2 separate regions of the Zea mays genome follow, and region 2 is linked to region 1. A link is a contact called in public Hi-C data. All regions are on one chromosome and are shown on one strand. Each heading gives the region's core, a stretch centred on a gene start, on an enhancer-like site or on the middle of the called end of the contact. The rest is flanking DNA. Distances are from core to core; before and after follow the strand shown. Region 1 holds the start of LOC103637041 (chromatin modification-related protein EAF1 B). Region 2 holds the start of LOC103635432 (casein kinase 1-like protein 2).

What was found. Hi-C and Micro-C count contacts between places; a contact is called where the count stands out from the background.
Region 2: a Hi-C map of tassel shows a contact between it and region 1, with 2.4 times the contacts expected there. The contact joins the promoter of LOC103635432 here to the promoter of LOC103637041 in region 1. A contact is called at or near these places in 2 of 25 Hi-C or Micro-C datasets (leaf and tassel).

What each region holds. Positions count from the first base shown.
Region 1 is chr8:79,822,254-79,829,894 of Zm-B73-REFERENCE-NAM-5.0, reverse strand. LOC103637041 (chromatin modification-related protein EAF1 B) reads left to right here and starts at 2,038. Exons shown (of 22, transcript XR_002264701.3): 1 at 2,038-2,592; 2 at 2,820-3,085; 3 at 3,160-3,257; 4 at 3,331-4,732; 5 at 4,878-4,997.
Region 2 is chr8:79,975,751-79,983,570 of Zm-B73-REFERENCE-NAM-5.0, reverse strand. It overlaps LOC103635432 (casein kinase 1-like protein 2), which reads left to right and starts at 1,577. Exons shown (of 14, transcript XM_008657892.3): 1 at 1,577-1,920; 2 at 2,019-2,059; 3 at 2,206-2,275; 4 at 2,368-2,516; 5 at 3,000-3,095; 6 at 3,177-3,247; 7 at 4,227-4,288; 8 at 4,395-4,458; 9 at 4,537-4,621; 10 at 4,700-4,826; 11 at 4,934-5,016; 12 at 5,114-5,174; 13 at 5,817-5,959; 14 at 6,103-6,795. The coding sequence starts at 1,845. The coding sequence ends at 6,156. It overlaps LOC103635434 (Putative calmodulin-binding family protein), which reads right to left. Exons shown (of 2, transcript XM_008657893.4): 2 at 6,845-7,798. The coding sequence ends at 7,052.

The DNA of each region.
Region 1 (7,641 bases), core at 789-3,288:
TCATCGACTCTGACTAGGGACATCATTTAGAATAACCAGATAAGTAAAGAATCTCACAAACAATTCACATAATTGCTAATCAATACAAGGTGCCTTCCATGGATATTCAATTAAGCAATATATATATCATGGATACAAAGAAATATGCTCATCTCTATGATTATCTCTAGGGCATATTTCTAACATCAACAGTGGGTCTTGACCCTCATGGGAAAGTGTCGGACCCCTGCATATACAGACCGGACCTCCAGGTAAGGTCCAGGACCTCCACGGGCACAAGCTGGACCCCTAGGACGGGTCCTGGACCCCTCTGTGTACGGTTTGGGCCACTCACAGCACGGTCCCGGGATTCCGGTACCAAGAATACCTAGGCCTTAATCAAGGCCAGACGGGGGTTTTGGAGCCGACACGTGTCCGGACCATACCATGTACGCCTCTGCTCCCCGCTCAGGCGGAGCCCCGATGCTGCCATGTGGCCTACTGCCCGTGACGTAAGCCAGCGGGCGGAGCCTGACGTAAGGCCTCTGGGCCGCGCGACCTCTGCATTTATTGCGGATAAGGCGCGCCGCCTGTCCATTCCACTGGTAGGTGATGTGCCGCCTCAGCATTTAATGAGCCATGTTCACTCCACTGACAGGCGATGTGCCGCCTCAGCATTTAATGTGCCATGTCCACTCCGCCGACGGACGGCGACCAGGCCATCTTGCAGACGGCGTGCCTGTCCATTCCACTGGCAGGCAGTGCGCCCTTGCTGTCGCATGCACTACACTCATCATGACTCGCGCGTTACCGAGGAAGCAACCGCAATATATCAATGCTGTATGCACTACAGACGTTATGGCGCTGGGAGATCGCCCGGGCGTTATATGCGTTAGTTACTTCCTTCCATTTTGCCCCTGGGCCCATATGTCAGGGCTCAGTATCCTTGTATGTGCCTCTCTTGAGCTATAAAAGGGAAGGCACACTACGTTACAAGGCAAGCTCACAAGTTCTCAGATTCACTCAGACTATCATACAATATACAGACAGTGGAGTAGGGTATTACGCTCCGGCGACCCGAACCACTCTAAAACCTTGTGTGTTCTTGTGTTCGTCCCGAATCCACGTAGCAGTCAAAACGCTTAGGCCCCCTCCTCATCTTAATATTTAGGGCGGGTGCGTTCAGCCACCCGGCTGGAGAATTTTCTCTCTGACTGTGGTTTTATAAGCTGAACACTTGAAAAGCTCCGTAACACTTAAAGCTGATATACTTTGAACTTTATAACGCCAAAAATATTTCCAAAAAACTAGTTAAATAACTTGTCAAGCAAAATTTTAGCTATTTAATAGGAAAATAACTTTTTAATAGATTAGAGATCCAACTCGCCAAGCTATCGCCAATCTATTTAGCTTCCTAAATTAGCTTTTACACTAGCTAAACTTCGCTAGCCAAACTAACATACATGTTGAATTGACTGATAGAATAAGATATTATATATAAAATTTAATATTTTTGATAAGATAAATAGAGAGTTAAATATACTTTTAAAAATGTTTTAAGCTAGTTTTACGAAGGAGAGCGGTGGTAAACAGAGCCTATACGCTACTTTGAAGACGGAAAACTGTACTCGGTTGCTTCGTGTGCATGGCAACGTGTGGGACAGGAGCTACATGCTAGCTACAATAATTGATATTGATAGCTGTGCACAAGGCGCATAATACCATTTTATAAACCATAAAACTAGTTTTGAATTAATTTATATATTTAAAATATCATTGATATAGATATTTAAGTCGGTACTTAAAATATCATTTTGAAACAATGTTTTTTTTTAAAACTAACTGGGTTTAAATTATATAATCAAAACTGGTGTTTTAAATTACTTTGATATTTTAGTAGCATCAATGTGAATAATAACAAATCCAACTTTTGTGATGAAATACCGACTCAGATAAAAAAGTTTATAGATGAATATAAATATACAGTTTGTTTTTAAACCAAACTTATTCAGTTTGTTGGAGACAGCAGAGAAGACACACAGAGGCACAGACGAGGGCAGGGTCAGGTCGGTCCTACTCGTCAGTGACTCAATAACTGCAGAGGATCGTTGCGACCAGCGAGCGGACACCCCGGCCCCCGCACCCGCCCCGGACAACAGCGCGCAGGCCTGTGAATTGCTTCCCTCTCCACGCGCACCTTCCCGCCTCCGCGCCCAGCCCAACCCCACCGTTGCCACGCCCACCTCCGGCGTCCACCTCGCGGTTCTCCGCTGCACAATCCTCCGGAAGACTTCCCCAGTGCCCCTGCGACCCGTCTGCACACCTCCGCGGCTGCTCGCCCTCCTCTACCCAAACCCTAACCCTAGGTCCGCGCGCCGGTGAGGTACGTGTCATCCTCCTTCACACGCCTTTTTTAGGCCCAATTCGGCGCCCCAGGGTCTCGCCTGAGGCGTTGTTGGCCTCTGTGGGCAATGGTTGTACGAGGCTGGAGCGTGCCCCACTGACTCGGCCACTCCTGGCAGGGGAACCTCTGGCTTAGGCTGGAGGTGATGACCCCGTGCTTCATTTTTAGTCTCTTCGGTGTCCATGGGATGCTCCATCTCTCAGCTGCGGGTAAGTGCGTTTGCACGGTGATGACCACGTGCCTAAATGTACTGTATGTAACCTCCATACATTCACTGTAATGCTGCCCTATGTCAAATTGGCAATGGCCTACTGCAAGCAGCACTCCCTTTAGCACGCTCAGGTGTACTGCCAAAACGCAGCCTTTTGAATGTGCCTTATATTACCGTTCATTTATGCTGTTTTTCCGTGTTGTTTCTTTGGGATTTTGCTTTCAGTCCTTCGCGCTGGAAGGATACATCTGTTTGCTGGTGCCATCAGAATGAACTGCCGCTTTCAGTGACATGCATGCGATGCATGCTTTTGCTTTTCTTCAATGGTGAATGCTGAGCCATGCTCGATGGGTGGAATTATGGATTACGGTGTTGGTGTGGGCACCAAATCTTCACCACGCAGTATGGCCATTGAGAAAGCTCAGGAGGAGCTCAGGCAGGAGTCTGATGTTCGCGATGAATGGAGGAGAGAATTGGAATTTCTAGAGAAAGTATGCCCGCACCAGGTTATCTCTTAGATTATATTTCTGCCTTCACTGTACCTACTTACTCCTATTTATTGCAGGGAGGCAACCCATTGGATTTCAATTTTGCACATCTGGAAACGGTCGGTGTACACTCTGCTTCTCTCACAAATCAAGTAGAAGCACAAACTGTGATAAGGTAATGGTTGCTTCCTTGCATCGATCAAAACCATAATGCCACTCTGGAGTCATTTGTTTGCCTTCATTTGCAGTGACGCGAAAGGTAGTTTTTCTGCATCACCTCTTGGAGATTCGGTCGAGAGTACCGACAAACCAGGAGGTTCCATGTGCCGCGAAACCAACACAGCAGACAATCTTATGCTTTTGGGTGGAGGTAAAAATGACATTGCAGAAGAAAAGGTTGTAAAAAGAGGAACCAAAAGATTAAATGCAGCACAACCCAAACATTCATTGCCCAGTGACGGTCACAAAAACACAAAAAAGCCTGCTGCTTCTGGTTTGTCACACCTCGGTGTCAAAAGCCAGGCATATGTTCGGCGCAACAGGTCAAAGCCAAGTAGGGAGAGCGGGAATGTCACATCTATTAGATCTTCTATGATCCCTGCTAAAGTCTATGAGCCAAATGATGAAAAGGTTACAGCACAGAAAAACAATGCAGACGATCATGGTGTATTGTCCGTTTCTAGTATAAAACAGTCTGGACCTAACCGTGACATTGCACCAAAGAGTATAGCTTCTGATGACCATGCAGCAATGGAGCTGGATGGCATTCAAACAATTCTCGAAAGTGAATGTGTGGTGAACGACAAAGTAAACAAAGCTGGCAATAATAACAAAGCTAAACAGTTGTCATCAAATGACACAAATCATGATCGTTTCCTTGTTGGGTGTGGTGAGATAGCTGCTGAAGTTTCATCTGCGGAAACCCCTGATGCCAATTTAAAAGTTGTTATAAAGCCATGTTATTCTAGTGCATCTACATATGATGAGAAAGAGTCATGTGCTGTTCACGAAAAGGCTGATGATGGACACCTGGATGAATGTATGGCCCATATCCGTGAAGGGGAACTTGGTCACAGCAGGACACTTCCTTGTGTTGTAGAAGCTTCTACTTCACACAATGATGTAGTGGGCCCATCTTGTGAAGGCACTGTGAATATTGTTGATGAACATGCAGATGGGGACATCAATACTGTTGCAGGGAAGATTGATTCTCATGAAGACCTAGATAGTAGTAGACATTCTAACATGATTCTCAAGGTAAGTGGCACATCGATAGATTTCAGCAGGCCTGCTTCTTTGAAGGAAAGTTCTGATCTTGTACGACCTGAAGCCAGTAATATTTCTCATGTGAAAGATGAAATTGAAGTTTGTAACAGTGCAATAGTTGCACAGAAAGACACAGAGTGCTTGTCTTCTGGCCGCAGCATGAACATTGAGGAAAGTCCAGTTTCGGTTAGGAAAAATAGCTATGTTGGGAATTCAAACTCTGCACATCCTATATCCGTAGGCATCGATTTGTCTGATGCCTTGTCTCCACCAAAAAATGATGAATCTAACGTGGAGAGTGAGATTAAAAAATATGAGAACCTGAATAAGATGGAAAAGAAGGCCTATGAAGATTCTATTCTTAAAAATGCTCGCGTTATAGAGGTATAGTTTGTGTGTATACATATATATATATATATATATATATATATATATATATATATATATATATATATATATATATATATATATATATATATATTTCTCCTTCCCTGGCATGTTCTTGTTTCTGAAAGATCAACTTGCTCAGGCAAATATTAAAAAGGCTGGTCAACGATCTCCCTGTAACATTGCTTTAGAGAAGAGGAGAAAGAGTCACTGGGATTTTGTCCTTGAGGAGATGACTTGGATGGCTAATGATTTCATGCAGGTACGTTTGCAAGTTATCTCCATATTTCTTCATTTTTTTTCTCGAACACGCATTGCGTATCATTATATTAAGAAGAAAAAAGGGGTAAGAACCCTTACAAACGAACACTTAACCACCAGGCACCAGCCTAATGAGCTACAAACACACGCGCCCGACGAGAAATCAACACGACCAATACCGCAACCTAGGGTGAAACCACCTCTGGTGATAGGCCCTTAGCCCCAGCCAGCAATCTCCACAGGTATAGCTCCTCACTAGCATGAAGCAAAGCTTGAGCTATATTTGGAGTCATTCCATAAAAAACACACCTATTTCTATGATTCTAAAGAGTCCATGCTCCCAAAATAATTAGGGAATTGAGTGCTTTTCGGGCTTGGGCTGAAACAGCAGCAGAAACACTTTCCCACCAGTCATCAAACCTTTCGTCACCCAGCTGGGGACTTAGATTTTGCAACCCACTCTTCCGCAACAGGCTGAACCAAAAATCTCGGACAAAGGCACATGACAACAGCAAATGATTAATGCTTTCTTCTACCTGATCACAAAGAGGACATCTTGCGGGGTGTGGAAGGCCGCGTTTTGCCAATCGGTCAGCTGTCCAAGTTCAGCACCTATCCCTAACGCCACAAAAATAAGCGGCATTTGCCAGGTGCCCATGACTTCCAAATTCTCTCCCAAGATCTAAAGATGACTGTTCCTTGAAGTAAATTTTTGTAAGCAGATTGTGCTGAATATTTGCCATCCGGAGAGTGTTACTAACCTTGAGATTTACAATGGATGATCAGTCCTTAAGGACTATAGGTCATATATATAGGCAGTAGGCCTGGGCCTAATGGGCCTTAACACCCCTCCTCAAACTCAAGGTGGAAAGGGAGGATCGGAAGCTTTGAGTTTGATCAAGTGAAACTGATGTTGTGCTTTTGTTTGTGCTCTGGTGAAGAAATCTGCCAATTGAGATTCTGAGGGCACATATTGAAGATCAATAATCTTCTACTGATAATGGGATCGAGTAAAAGATGCATCAACACCGATATGTTTAGTAAGTTCATGCTTCACCGGATCATGAGCAATCTGTATAGCACTCAAGTTATCACATAACAGAGGTGTAGACGTGTCACAAGAGACACCAAGATCAGCCAAGAGCCAACGCAACCAAATAATTTCAGCAGTAGTAGTAGCGAGGGCCCGAAGTTTGGCTTCAGCACTAGAACGAGATATGACCGCTTGCTTCTTGGATTTCCAGGTAATGGGAGAAGATCTAAGGAGAATACAATAACCTATAGCAGAACAACGGTCAACATGATCACTTGCCCAAGTGGCATCAGAATACGCATGAAGCTGAAGTGGGCTATCAGACGCATAGAGTAAACATCTGGATATTGTCCCGTGTAAATATCGAAGCACACGAAGCAAATGACCATAATGAACTTTAGTTGGTGTTGATACAAATTGGCTCAACATATGAACAACATGAGCTATATCAGGTCTTGGTGATGGTGAGATAAGCAAGACTACCCACAATATGACGATACCGAGTTGGGTCTGCAAGTGGTGTCCCATCCTTCGGACGAAGTTTTAAATGAATATCCATTGGTGTTGCAACAATGCGTGTATCAGTAATTCCAGAGCGATCAAGAAGACCTTGAATATACTTGGACTGAGACAGATAAAAACCTTTTTGAGTCTGCTGAACTTCAATGCCCAAAAAATAGCTGAGTGGTCCCAAATCAGACATCTGAAATTCCTTAATAAGATGCTGCTTGACATAAGAAATATGTTCTGAATTGTCACCAGTAATCAGCATATCATCCACGTATAATAGAAGTGCGTCCTTTTGGAGAGACATGAACAAACAATGCAGGATCATGTTCACTAGAAGAAAAACCAGCAGCTATGATGACAGAGATAAATCGCTCAAACCAAGCACGAGGAGCTTGTTTTAGCCCATACAATGCGCGACGGAGACGACAAACATGCCCTGAGGGAGTATCAACCCCCAGAGGAGGATGCATATAAACTTCATGTAGATCACCATTGAGAAAAGCATTCTTGACATCCATCTGGGATATAGTCCAAGAAGATGAGGCTGCAACTGCAATCAAGGTTCGAATAGTAGTCATATGCGCAACAGGTGCAAAAGTCTCATCATAATCAAGTCCTTGAGTCTGTTGAAAACCCCGAGCCATAAGACGAGCTTTATATCTCTCAATGGAACCATCTGATTTTGTCTTAACTTTGAAGACCCATTTACATGTGATAGGAACAACATGCGAGAGTAAAGGAACGATATCCCATGCACCAGTGCGTTCAAGAGCAGTCAATTCATCAATCATAGCTAGCTGCCACTCGAGAATCCTAGAAGCTTCCTGATATGTAGTGGGTTCAACAATTGCCACACCAGCTCGTGGAAAACCATAGCGATCTGGAGGTTCAATGGTACCACGATCACGAAGACGATATCCCTGATTAAAAACATCATTAGACTCATTATTGTCAGGACAAGAATTAGGTACATGATCAGTATCAGGACCAACCGCAAGAATAGAGCAGGAACGACGAATGTAGGTTTGAATGACAGGTGGTTTGGAAGAGTAAGAAGAAGATGACGTGGAGGTGGAAGGTGGTGTTATGGGAATGAGAACAT
Region 2 (7,820 bases), core at 328-2,827, 150 kb before region 1:
GAAGTTTTCTGGCATTTAGTAGAACATAGTTAGTACCAAAAACAATTTACTAAGTGCTAGAATCATACCTTTATTTCTTGTAGAGTTTACACTTTGTTCTTACAATTCTCAATTTGCTTCACTTTAACTCTAAGCTCATACTCACAATTAGTATGTTATATCAAAGTGACGTGTTAGGCACTTAATCACCAAAACACTAAGAAATGGCCCAAGGGCACATTTCCCTTTCAATCTCTCCATTTTTGTGATTTATGCCAACCCATCAAAAGCAACTTAAAATGTACTAACATACTCAATTGAGAGAAAAAAGGTGCAAATTGATGTCAAATTCAAAACCAAATGAATTTTCACATGATTTGGCATATTTGGATCATTTTGCCACCACTTGGTTTGTTTTTGCAAAACAAATTCATTTTTTCACCTTTAAGTAAAAACATTTTGTTTTGGCAAATCAAAATATCTTTCAAGGCTAAGCCAAAAAACTCCCCCTTTTGCGGGTCGCACGGGGGGAAGAGGGGAGAGGGGGCTGCGCATGGAGAAGAAAACGAAGAAACTTCCATGAACAACAATGGAAAAACTCAACGGAGAAGAAGACCCTCGCCAAAGCAGAGGAGAAATCTGTCGATTGACGGTGAACTAGAGGTCGGATTGATGAATCGAAAGTTTCGAGACGAAGCTCTCGATGAGACGAATGCAGTGGTACTCTTGGATTTTGCCAACGACATACGGATTGAATGTAATTACTCGCCGAAGTTGGAACCGCCTCGAACTTCGGCGAGCAATTCCGGGAATTATGGATCGAATCTAGGAAAACGATTTCAAGATTTAGAAAGGGCTCGACAAGAGGGTTCCAGCCATAGATATATTGCTAGGGTTTGAAGATATTTTATTTTTCGTAATAAACCCATTTTTAAAATTAAAATAATTCCATAAAAATGTTGAAATCGTTTTTAATGTCCGAAAAATATCTCGAATGCTCAAAAACTCTAGAAAAATTCCTAGACATGATTTGTCACTCAATGAACTCAAAACACATATTTAGAACTTTTGAAAATGTTTTTAAGTGTCTCAAATAAATAGATTTTGGTTATCAAAAAATAGAAAAATATTCAGAGAAATATGAAAATTTACCGGAAACTTCTACAAGATATATTAACATGTTTCAAACAATTCTTCGACTTAGAAACACTATGCAATATCATGCATGCAACAACAAAGCACTTTTAGGGCTCACGTCAACATAGAACAAAATAACTCTCAATTAATTTAGTAAAGAGAAAATAAAAACAAAGAAAGGAAAGAGTAACATCTGAATTTTGAGTATAGGTCAAAGAAATTTTTATACCCTAAAATTTAGGGTGTTACACTTTCTCACTTAGCCACTCAAAATTTCAAACATGTCCCGTTTTTTGTTTCTTTAGGCAAAGCAAGGCAAGATTTTAAAAAGGAACAGTGACGTTGTTTGGTGTGGCCGGGGGTCGTGTTGCATTTTACATAGTGTTATTAACTTGCTGGACCCACATCGCAATATCCAAGGGCCCTGATAAGACCACGTCATCTACTTGATGTCCAAGTCAGACGAGGAAAGCGAAACAAAACGCCAGATGGAACTTAACTATTCCTGTCCGAGTTCGACGACAGTCAGTAATTTCTCCTTATATAGCCGAGAGTCGGGCCGTGCTGTGCTCGAGGACGCACGTAATCCCCAATCGCCCACCACTTCGATCTACTCGAGCGAGCCCTAGCCCCGAATCTCCCCGGTGCATCAACAGGCTCCGTCTGCTTCTGCTGATTCCCGGATCGTCTCCCCCGACGCGGCTGCGCTCACGGCTTCCGCCACAGCCATGGAGCCGCGCATCGGCAACAGGTTCCGCGTCGGCCGCAAGCTGGGGAGCGGCTCCTTTGGGGAGATCTACCTCGGTTCGTTCGTAATTACCCCAAAACGTCTTGATTTTTCGTTCCTAAGTTCCCGTCTTGCGGAGTCGCTGATAAGTTTTTGGGCCTGTGTGGTTGTGCAGGCACGAACGTGCAGACAAACGAGGAGGTCGCAATTAAACTGGTGAGTTCCTCGCCCTAATTTCTCGATTTAAGTAGGAGTATCGCCAGACTGCAGGGATCTAGGCTGCTTAGGTCCGATTGTACGTTAGTGTAGGAATTGTTTCTCTTGTTTGTTAAAATAATCGATTGCTTTAATCTTTTATCCAGGAAAACGTTAAGACGAAGCATCCTCAATTGCTTTACGAGTCGAAGTTATATAGAATACTTCAAGGAGGAAGTAATGCACACAATTTTTTTATTTTCCTTATCGCTTCATTCCCGCTCTTTGTTTTACAATGTGTTGACTCTCGTTTTTCTCTCCATCTGCAGCTGGGATTCCAAATGTTAAGTGGTTTGGTGTTGAGGGTGATTACAATGTTTTGGTTATGGACTTACTGGGGCCAAGCCTTGAAGATCTTTTTAGCTGTTGTAACAGGAAGCTGTCTCTCAAAACTGTTTTGATGATTGCTGATCAAATGGTATGCTGCATCATTGAAGCATGACTAGTTCACTACTCTGTTTGCGTACCTTTATATTTCTGCTCAACCCATCTGCTTTCATTTAAGCAAAATCATATGGCGCCCAGGGGTCTGGCGTACAACGTTGCAAAAATCATATATGCAGCACACCTAAATTTAACTGTAACCACAACAATTTAGATTGAGATTCATCTTTGCCGCTGAGGTAAAAAATAACAGAAATGTTACTGTCAGCACATGATGAACAGTGCCACGTTGATTGCTTGTCTATTTTGTTTCTTGGCATCTAGGATGAATTTCAAACTGGATTGTTGCGGCTATACTTAATTTTATGTGTACTACATACATGGTTTTTGCGATGATTTTTGAAACATTGCAGCATTGCATTTTAGATAACGAGGGCGCCAACCCCCTTGGCCACCAAATTTGCACTCTTCATTTAATTGTGTATGATTATGATGTTAATGTCCTCTATTTTCCTAGATCAATCGAGTTGAATTTGTTCATTCCAAGTCATTCTTGCATAGAGATATCAAGCCGGACAATTTTCTCATGGGTCTCGGGAAAAGGGCAAACCAGGTGATTTGTTATATTCCCTCGATCTACCTATGGGTTTAATAGCAGGTGCACACGTTAATAATTGCTTTTACTCTCATATAGGTTTACATTATCGATTTTGGACTTGCAAAGAAGTACAGAGATACATCAACACACCAGCACATTCCATACAGGTAAGCAAACTGCTGTGCAAGTGCAACTTCTTATTTATTTCTGCTTTTACCGTAAAAATAATTGTACTTGCTCCATAGTATCACCAATAATATTTTTACTGATATAGCTTCTGATGCTGCCACAGTAGGTCCATAATTATTTATGCTTATGTTTGACATTGTTCCACGTACCACTAGTGTTGACACGCAAAAATGTACCAACATGGAATTTAGGCTACACCATCAAGTTCTTAATATTGAGAGCACGCAAGAAAATATTTGGTGCACAAAGAAAATACCGAAAAGGAATTGTTGTCTGCCCCAGCCAAACCAACCTGGTCGGTTTCATTGTCCCCAAACCGGCCAGGCAGGTTTTGCTGATTGACCTGGCTCAGCCTTAATGCTGAGCCCCGAGGAAACCGGCCAGGCTGGTTTGGAAACCGTTGTTGTATCTGAACCGATTTGGTTTTCAAATTGGTTTTGGATCTATTTTCGATGTGGAAACTTGAAGAATGTGTTTTGGACTTGTTTGTTACTGGGACACGACCATCCCCCTCTATATAAATGAGAGGATCACAGCCGATTGAGGAATCCAACTTCTAATCGTCAAAAACACAAACATACACTCTTTTGCCCTACTTTCTCTCTAGTCTCTACCTTGCTGCACGTCACGTCTCCTGGCTAGATTTGGTAGCGTTTTAGGTGGCCTTACGGTCCCTAGGATAATATCCACGTAGTCCTCCACGATGGGTCTTCCGGGAAGGTGTTTAGGATTCTACCACGCGAAGAACGGGCTCAACATCGGCCTAGCCGATCCCTTGGTCGGTTTCGTCGATCCGCTGCATTCTCACCGTGATCAAGGTTGTTCGGAATCTTGAGAATGCTAGCCCTTGCTAGCGTGTGGCCCAATTTGGCGTCAACAACTAGAAATTCAAGTAACTGGAATAATACACCTCAATTTAAAAGATCTGAACCTTCAGTCTTGTCCATGTGATTGCAGAGAGAACAAGAACTTGACTGGAACGGCAAGATATGCAAGCGTAAATACCCACCTTGGAATTGGTAGGTTTAATTCAATTGGTGACAGCTAGTTTCCAGGCGTCCTTAAAAACTTCTCTTACCTTTCCGTGACATTTCATTTTGATACTACGATTGATGCTTCTCTCAGAACAAAGCCGAAGGGATGACATGGAATCTCTTGGATATGTACTGATGTACTTCTTGAGAGGAAGGTTGTTTACTGTAACCTGATTCACTGTTTCACCTCTGATTTTCTGATATGTCTGGGTTAACATGTGGTTTGCCTACAGCCTTCCATGGCAGGGCCTGAAAGCTGGGAACAAGAAACAGAAGTATGAAAAGATCAGCGAAAGGAAAGTTGCTACTTCAATTGAGGTCATACATTGTTCTATACTAACTGTGTTTCCTTCCTTCTTCGGTGTATCTGTTCTTATTGTGTTTCCCCAATTGTAGGCTCTCTGCCGTGGATATCCTACCGAATTTGCTTCTTACTTCCATTACTGTCGCTCACTACGCTTTGAAGATCCACCAGACTATCAATACCTGAAGAGATTGTTCAGAGACCTTTTTATTCGGGAAGGTTGGTTTAGTATTGCCAAAATGCCAATACTTCATTTAATGACTAAACCATGTTTGCAACTAAGTGTAGCAAAGTGCTAACTCGGAAATATGTTACCCATTGGTCAGGTTTTCAGTTTGATTATGTTTTTGACTGGACAATTCTAAAGTACCAACATGCACAGATGACCACGGCTCCGCCACGTGCAATTGTCAGTACAAGGAATAAACTTACGCTCCTACCGTTCTTCAATCGCGCACACATGGATATTTTTTTTTGTCTGACTACACTCATGCATTCTTATTTAGGCTCCAGCAGTAGGACAAAGCTCTGGGATGGCTCCTGTGGCAAACAACAATAGACATTCAGGTCCGACGCTCAAGAATTCTTATTTAGCAGCTTATGTATATGCATTGTGCTGTATGGCCATCTCTGAACGATATCTTGCTGTTTCTTTTTTCCCCCTTTTTGAGAAGATAAATGCCAGGCAATGTTCCATTGATTTGTCAGGCCATGTTTGGTTTCAATTAGTCCTAGGACTAAACTTTAGTCATAGGACTAAACTTTAGTCCCTACATGTTTGGTTTTAGGGACTAAACAGATTCTAAAGTTATTAAATACAATGTCTAAAGACTCAAATGCCCTTAGAATATACTCATAATATTAGTTATCCATACAAAAAAGGTAAGGGCAACATGATAATTATGGGCTTTTAGTCTCTTTTAGCACCTATGTGAAGGACTAAAGACTAAATCATTTTAGTCCATATTTTAGTCCTAGTGTTTGGCAAAAAAGGGACTAAAAACTAGAGACTAATGTTTAGTCCCTCTAACCAAACACCCTCTCAGTTAAGCAATTAATTGGTAATGGAACAGATTTTGTTGCTGGCCAGTGCCTATTCTATTATGAATTTATGGAACTGTTTTATTTTACATAGTTGAAGTGCCGCTGATGTGTGAGTTGGTCAGATTATTTAGTTGCCTTACCGCCTGCTACATTCATGCATATTAGGCACTGAAGAGGGAAGGAGAAGCGGGTGGTCAGGTGTGGACCCAACGCGACGCCAGGCTCCACCACCAGTTATAAATGCAGGCAGCCTAGCCAAGCAGAAATCCCCTGTTCGGCCTGAGGCATCGACATCCAGAGATGCTGTGGTGAGCTGTTTGATATACTCACGTTTGTTTGGTGCTGCTTTGCGACGGGGGGGGGGGGGGGGGGGGGGGGGCGTTCTGGGGTGTTTATGTATATGCTAGTTGTCATGTATTATCTGACCCTTAAATGACATGTAGTTCTCCAGTTCGACTCTTTTGGGACGCTCAAGCGGATCGTCAAGGCGGCCTGCTGTCTCTAGTAGCCGAGAGCCAAGCATTGAGGCGGAGCAAACACGTAGCCGTACGACTGACGCAAGCCCAGGTGCAACATTCCAGAGGTCTGGAGCTCCGCGGTGGAGCCTGCAGATGCCTGACTCCTCGGACGGCAGGCGCTCGTCTTCCGGCAGGCGCCACTCATCTAACCCGAAGAACTACGAGTCTACCATAAGGGGAATGCAGGGCCTAAACTTTGACGGCGATGACAGGGTTCACTATTAGCATCTCATCTCTTTGGGACCTTGGCAGGGAGGGTGCATTGCGTCAAGGCCCCTCGCCGACATGGCCTATGTACCACGGGCGGCTAGACAATAAAGATGTCTGGGTGAGTGAGCCTGAGCATAGACAATGGCTATGCTGCTTTAGCCTCCCTTCCCTTGTACAGGTTTGCCATTTGTTTGGTTGCGCGGCGTCCTGTGTATTTTGAGTTGAGATTCACATTTGCTGCGATGTGCGTATGCTGCTTTGGTTGATTCAACGATTGGGCTTTTTTTTTTACTCTCTCTCTCTCTCTCTCTCTCTCTCTCTCTCTCTCTGATAATGTTATGTTGCCCGTGACAGATCTGAGAATGTTATGTCATGTGTAACTCCGGAATGCTCAACTGTTATGTTTTGGCTGTGCCTCTGAGAATGTTTGTAGTGTTGTGCGACGTGGTCGCAGGCTAGAACAGCTGCTGGTGACCAACCAGTTCCATTCCATCTGAATGCTGCTGCGTGAAGACGCGTGCATGTTTCTGTTTTTGACGGGACACGGTCGTCAGTGATTTGAGGTTTCTTTCTGTCAAAGTTGAGCTCAGCTCACACAAGGAACAAAAACCCAGTCTTTGCTGTGCAGTTGTTTGAGGTCAGGTTACAGAGCAAATGGAGGAATCGGAGTGGCTATCTACTGCCATCTGAATGTGACGCCTGGCGGCCTTGTTGCTGCTTGAGCGGCGGCGCGCCCGTGTGCTGCACCCGCGGCGACAGGTTGACCTGCTCCAGCGCCCGGCTCTGCAGTTCCGCCGGGTAGTCCCGGACGCAGCCGATGCGCGCGCCGGCGCCGCTCGTCCACTTGGCCACCACGGCGCCTGCTGCTGGCTTCGACAACGGGCATTCGTCGTCGTCCACCGAGCACCTCTTGACGTCGGTGAGGTCGACGTTGTTGTCCCGCAGGAAGGCGATGAACTCGTTGAAGTTCTCCTCGGTGGGGAGGTAGTGGCCGCTGTAGGGCCAGATGGCCTTGAGGACGCCGTCCTTGGCGACTAGCCTGCCCGCGGCTGACGTGGCTCCGCCGGCGAGGAAGCTTGAGTGCTGGAACTGGCCCTTGCGCTTCTGCCCGACGTAGAGGGACCTGGTGGTGCTGAGCACGAAGATCCATTTGGAGTCGTCGGTGGTGTGGACGGGCAGCCCGGTGTGCAGGTACGTGAGCCTCCCGTCCGCCACCACCACCTGGTACGCCGCCCGCTCGGCCATTCCCAGGTACATGACGAGCTGCGCGTTGAGCTTGCTCCTGGGGCAGCTGGGGTGATGGATCTCCCTCCCGCCTCCGATGTCTAGCCAGTAGAAGAAGGGCTCCGTGCTGGAGCTCTGGAACCACATGTCGTAGTACAGGTGCAGGTTGTGGCCGTACCGATGCCGCGGGTCGATCTGCAATTATTATTTATTTACT